Regions from separate parts of the Drosophila melanogaster genome. Here region 1 is linked to region 2. Evidence: chromatin contacts called from public Hi-C data. All regions are on one chromosome and are shown on one strand. The core of a region is the stretch at or near the end of the contact, and the rest is flanking DNA. Distances in the headings are between cores, read along the strand shown.

Region 1 (2,755 bases), core at 215-2,714, 550 kb before region 2:
TCTCGCCCTGCGAGCTCGCGATCCGGATGCGCACATGCCCCACCTGCCTGCGCTGCTCCAGTTGCCACAGCTGCGGCACCACCTGTAAATACGCCATTACATTACATCGGTTATTCAATTCTATGTATCTAAACGTTTGACTCTAAAAAACTACACTAAACTAAAACTATAAATAAAGACTAAATTACTATGTATGAAATACAAGAAACTGGTGTTTGGACTTTTTAAGCGAGTATTAATGGGAAAAGTGAGAAAGTTGTTATAGTTTTTGGAAAGTCATTTGAAATGGAGTCATTTGTTTAAAAATAAATTCACAATAATTTGGTTTAATTCCTGAATTAATTTGCAATTTCAATGATCTTGAAATAACTTATTAATTTCGAACAGCTAAATTTATATGTATAACAAAAATAAGGGTTTTATTATATTACAGTAGTGCGTTACTTGTTTGTTCTTGGGGAGGCTTTCCCAGCACCACTTTATTTTACAACAAATTTCGTGGTCGCCCTTGCCCAAACCAGTTTCGCATGCCTCGCCATGTAGGCTAGAATCGCCATGTAGATGGCACCTACATGGTGGGACTCCCCGAGGCACGTTGTTGAACAGAATGCAATTTCGGCCGAAATTCGTATAAATTAGCTTGCAGACTTTTGCAAACATTGCATGCGCGCTCAACTTGAATTGCAGCTTTGGATGGTTTTGCATAATTTTGGTTAATCTTTAATTGATAGCCCCCCAACCCGCGATTTATGCCATGTAGTTACTTTAGAACATACATGACGACCTACATGGTGACTGGCACGCACACACCCGCACTTGTGCGTGTGAAGCAACAACACACACTAGCACGCCGCCATGTAGTTAACGGCGGAAAAGTTAGGTTAGACTCACAGCTGCTCTCGCAAAGGAGGGGTGGGAAGGCAAGAAAAAAAGACTGTTGAAGGAGGGGTAGCGGAGAGGCGAATGGCAAGCGAAAAGCGACCGGAAGAAGGAAATCGATCTATCGATAGAATCGGGGAATGTTGTAAATTGCGCATTAATGCTTACAAACTTCTATAGTAAACAAAACAAAACATAATACATGTATTGGCAAGCAGATTATTAAATTATTAAATTATTTTTTTATTAAAATTAAATTATCTTAAAATACTTTTCTTATCTGCAGAATTGTGTTTATGTGGAAAAGCAAGCATATTTAAAATAAAAATGTATTAATCTGATTTTAAAGTTTCATTGAATATATGTTTTACAAACTTAAATACTTTAAATTTAAAACTAAAATACACAATTGAAAACTATTTAATATGAAAAATATGAAAGGTGAACCGTTTTGAAGAAATAAAGTCGATTTACCAATTTAAATCCAAAACAAATATATTAACTATCGTTTAGAGCCACTTTGCCCCGAGTGCCGCATCTCTAGTGAACCATCGATGGCTGGCGTGTTGACGAATTTCAGACCACCACTAGTTATCGAGAGCCACGATAATTTCTTCGCCGCGTTTGCTGCTCGCTGAAGAAAAATAAAATTAACCAGGAGCGCAAAAAAACGCGAATCGCGTATTGTCTGCGCAGATAGCCAGATTAACGGGATCGAAACGGGTAGGCATGCCGTTCAATCAATCGATCGCAGCGAACTGTTTAGTGCGTGCTGCTATTGTTGTGAAATAATTAATAATATTTTATGGCAGATGGAGCCCCTCTGCGTACAACTATGTGTGTGTGTGCCCTGGCATCCGAGTGTGTGCGTGCGTGTGTGTGGAAAAAGAAATTGAGGGGGAAAAAGCAGAAAGAAAAGATGACTGGGAAATGGGCGTCTCTAAAGTTAAATGACATTTTCACACGTAACTGAAAAATATATATACGTGTATTAATAAAAATAAATACACACTGCCCAGCAGGCAAAAAACGGAGGCGGAGAAAAGCCGTCGGTCGTCAGCCGCCGCGCGCATGCTCCACAAAATTGGAAGTTAAATAAACTGCTATGTACGCCAACTAAATCTGCGCACCATAACCTTTCATCGCGTGCAATTTGCGGTGAAAAGCGGAAAAAAACCAACTGCCCAAAAGCCGTGTAAATTGCACATTATAATTGCAAAATAATCGAGTGCAGTGTAGTCAAAATAGTAGTGCCCATTCGCGGGAGCGGGACGGCATGCAAACGTGAAAAAGTGAGCGGTTCGGCTATTGGCTCAATGTACTGGTGCCGTCCCGCTTTGACGCACGCCTTGGCCGCTTGTCGGCTGTCTGTTTTGATTTTCTCTTCGTGAAAATAAGCGCGCGTACTTTCTTTTGACCTACCGTCCACCCACTCGACCCTTCCCACTCCCATCCCCATCCCCTGCGCTGCCCAGACCCTTGCGTGCATCGGAATGTTTGATAAGTGATAAAGCCAGATGTTTGTGTATATATCGCCGCCAAGTGTCCCAACACACACACACATGTTGCACACATTTTTTTTGTCTGAATTCTGCGCTCGCTCTTTTTGCCGCCTTTTGACTTTCGGTCGTGTAATTTGAGCCTAATTCGTTAACGCCTGACCACATACGTTATATATACATATATATTATATACGCAGCCCGACTTCCACACCAGAGAGCTACTAAAGAGGCCCAGGAATTGTTCTTACTGACATCTATAAAATCCCGCAGAGGAGCAACGTTTCCAATAAGCAAGCATACATAAATGGTTTCTACTTTCATTGGATTATTAGGTGAGCAATAAATTTACCAAATCAGTTCCTACTTAACAAAAC
Region 2 (2,892 bases), core at 132-2,631:
GCAGCTTTCCTCCTGACACTGAAACGGCAACAGGTCATTGTGGTGCTTCATGTGCTCCTCGAACTTTGATTGCTTTTTGAACTTTTGCTGGCAGATGGAACAGCTCATAAGGCGAAACAGTTTACGCTTGTCGTTCGCAATCCGTCGCTGCCCCATGGCCTGCTCATCGTCGCTGTTGAACCCTTCCGACTCCTTTTTCTCCTCCTCCAGTCCGTTGTGCTCTGCACTGGAGAAGTGCTCCTCGCTTTGGTCCCTTGAATGCTCCTCTAGTTCCTTGTCAACTTTTTCCAGCAACTTGAACACATCCTCCTCGTTGTCAATCATCTCTAGTTTGTTATTCAGCAGCGGATCGAAACTGGCCGGCTCCTCTGGCCTTTCAGGTGCCTCAGAATCATCAGCTATAGATTCGAATACACCCATGGGCATATTCCTCTGGCTGGTCATCATTTCCTTTAGACGTTTAATAGATTCTGCGCACAGTTCGCGGAAGTCATGCAGGTCGTTCAGCTTGGTGAAACATTGGGTGCACAGGTTTCTCGGGAAACCGTCGTTTTGATCCGCATCAAACGAAGTGCACGCCCTGAGCTTCTGGAACAGATCTGGAACCACGAAGAGATCGTGTCCAGCACCATGCTTCAGGTGGACAAGGCAGGTGAGACAAAGCGATTGGACGGAGTACTTGAGCTCCATAGTGCCCATTTCCCTCAATTCTCGGGCAGATAACAATCGAAGCTTCTAAACAAATTTGTTCCAGTGTGACAGGCAGTCTGACCGTTTCGCTATGCCATTAACCCATTACGGTGTAGTGGGGTGGCAAGTAAACAGCATACTTGGATTCTTATTTTTATATTAACTTGTTTTAATGTAAGTGCTTTTTAGCAAGACCATGCATGCGTCTAGTTAAAATACATTTATTTATTATTTATTTTTGACTTTATTTCGATACAGAAATCTTGTACGTTCATTTTCGTATCAAATTTTCTTGATGCCCAGTTTGTATATTTTCAAATGTCGTTGCTTATTATTAAAAGCAATTTGTTTTACATGTTTATATATACATACTAATACAAAAAAATTTGTTTTATATTTTTTCTATATATACATACCATTATCTATATATTGTAAGTTCAGTTTCGTTTTTGTTACTATGGTGCTCAGTTTGCAAAATATTTTTAAAAAACCCTGAAATACTATTTGAAGTATACAAGCAATATCTATTTAATTAAATTAGTTGTATATATATATATTTTTTTTTTTTGTATATTGCAACCTAATTAGAATTGCAAATAAGAAGGTAAGAAAAAACATTGATTGTCCAGCCCTGAAACGCAAAACAACTACGCACTCGGACGAGTAACTCGCTGGCAGAAGTACTTGCTTATTGCCCACTCGCCCGATTGCCAGTCGACGAGTATACAATTTTTTCTGTGTCAATATTATTTTATTGCTTACTGACCGGAGAGAGACGCAAAAAGCTATAGAAAACCGCCCCGATCCGCAGTGCCGATTGCGATTGAAAGCAAGATGAACGAGGGCAGGCAGTACTCGATCCACAGCCTGTGCAGGATCTGTCTGAACCACCTGCAGAACGACGCCGCCTACGATTTGTATCTGGTTCCAGGACTTTCGAAGAAGCTATGCTTCTGCACATCCCTGTCCGTGGAGCAAAACGACGGATTCCCGAAGAACCTGTGCACCCTGTGCTACACCAAGCTGAACGAGCTGCACGACTTTCAGAAACAGTGCGTCGATTCCGTGCAAAAGTTCCAGGATCTGGTGGCCAGCAATGTCTTTGCCTGCCAGAGCAGCTTCGACGTCTTCGATCCCAACGTTGCCGTGCAGGACTACCCGGCCGAGGAAGAGGACCACGTCAACTATGACCCGCTGCTGAACCACAAGATGGAGCTAATCGAGAACGAGGAGGATGTCTTCAAGATGCTGGAGCACGTCGACAAGGAGGCCGAGGAGGTGGAGAAGGAGGCCAAGGTGGAGGAGGATGACGGGGGCAACGTTTCCGTCAAGATGTTCGACGACGATTCGTCCATCGAGAGCGGCAATGACAACGACCACGATCTGGACTTCGAGCCAAATAGCAGCGATGATGACATTCCGCTGGCCCAGCGCATGAGGGGACCAGCTACCGGATCAGGACCCCAGCAGGACCGTTTTAGCAACCTAGACAAACCCAAGCCGAGGCCCCGGGGACGGCCCAAAAAGATAAAACCGCCTCCGCCAGAGGAGGAGGAGTTGAGCGACTCATCCTCCGAATCAGATGACTCCGAAGACGGCACATCGCGGGGCGACAAGCCGAAGAGGAAGCGCATTCCCATCGAGGAACGCCACCTGCACCGCATCATCGACTGCCACATTTGCCACCAGAAGTTCAAGAAGGCCATCCGCTACGAGGAGCACATGAAGTACCACAACGACCTGCTGCCCTTCCAATGCAAGGTGGAGACCTGCAAGAAAGGTATAACGCTGGCTTAAGTATAAATATAAGTATCCGATCTCTATGAAATCCCACCTTACAGGTTTCACTACCGCCAATGGGCTGCGCATTCACATCGACCACGCCCACACAGAGCTGTCCGAGGTTCACGCCTGCATCGCCGAGGGCTGCGGCAAGACCTTCCCGCGCGTCCGTCTGCTCACCTTCCACATGAAGAAGGTGCACGGTATCACCAAGGCGGCTGCCCCGCTTCGAGATTTCCCCTGCACAGAATGCGACACCGTATTCCGCTGCCCCACAGCACTCAAGAAGCACATGTATAAGCACACGGGCGAGGAGCTTCCGTATCCTTGCAATATCTGCGGCAAGCGTTTTGTAATCAATAGTGCTTTAAGGGATCACCTTATGCGTCACGCAGGCATCAAGAACCATGTGTGTCCGTA

Evidence for each region. A called contact is a pair of places that touch in the nucleus more often than the background predicts.
Region 1: a Hi-C map of the Kc167 cell line shows a contact between it and region 2, with 3 times the contacts expected there. A contact is called at or near these places in 44 of 107 Hi-C or Micro-C datasets (the D17-c3 cell line, the Kc167 cell line, the ML-DmBG3-c2 cell line and 22 more) and 2 of 7 datasets of targeted methods (both in the Kc167 cell line).

The regions. Positions count from the first base shown.
Region 1 is chr3L:6,741,873-6,744,627 of dm6, reverse strand. It overlaps dikar (dikar,), which reads left to right and starts at 1,464. Exons shown (of 10, transcript NM_001274552.1): 1 at 1,464-1,602; 2 at 2,579-2,713. The coding sequence starts at 2,686. It overlaps velo (veloren), which reads left to right. Exons shown (of 9, transcript NM_206286.2): 9 at 1-202.
Region 2 is chr3L:6,187,612-6,190,503 of dm6, reverse strand. It overlaps D19A, which reads left to right and starts at 1,381. Exons shown (of 2, transcript NM_057956.4): 1 at 1,381-2,470; 2 at 2,532-2,892. The coding sequence starts at 1,525. It overlaps CG7386, which reads right to left and starts at 759. Exons shown (of 2, transcript NM_139779.3): 1 at 1-759. The coding sequence starts at 690.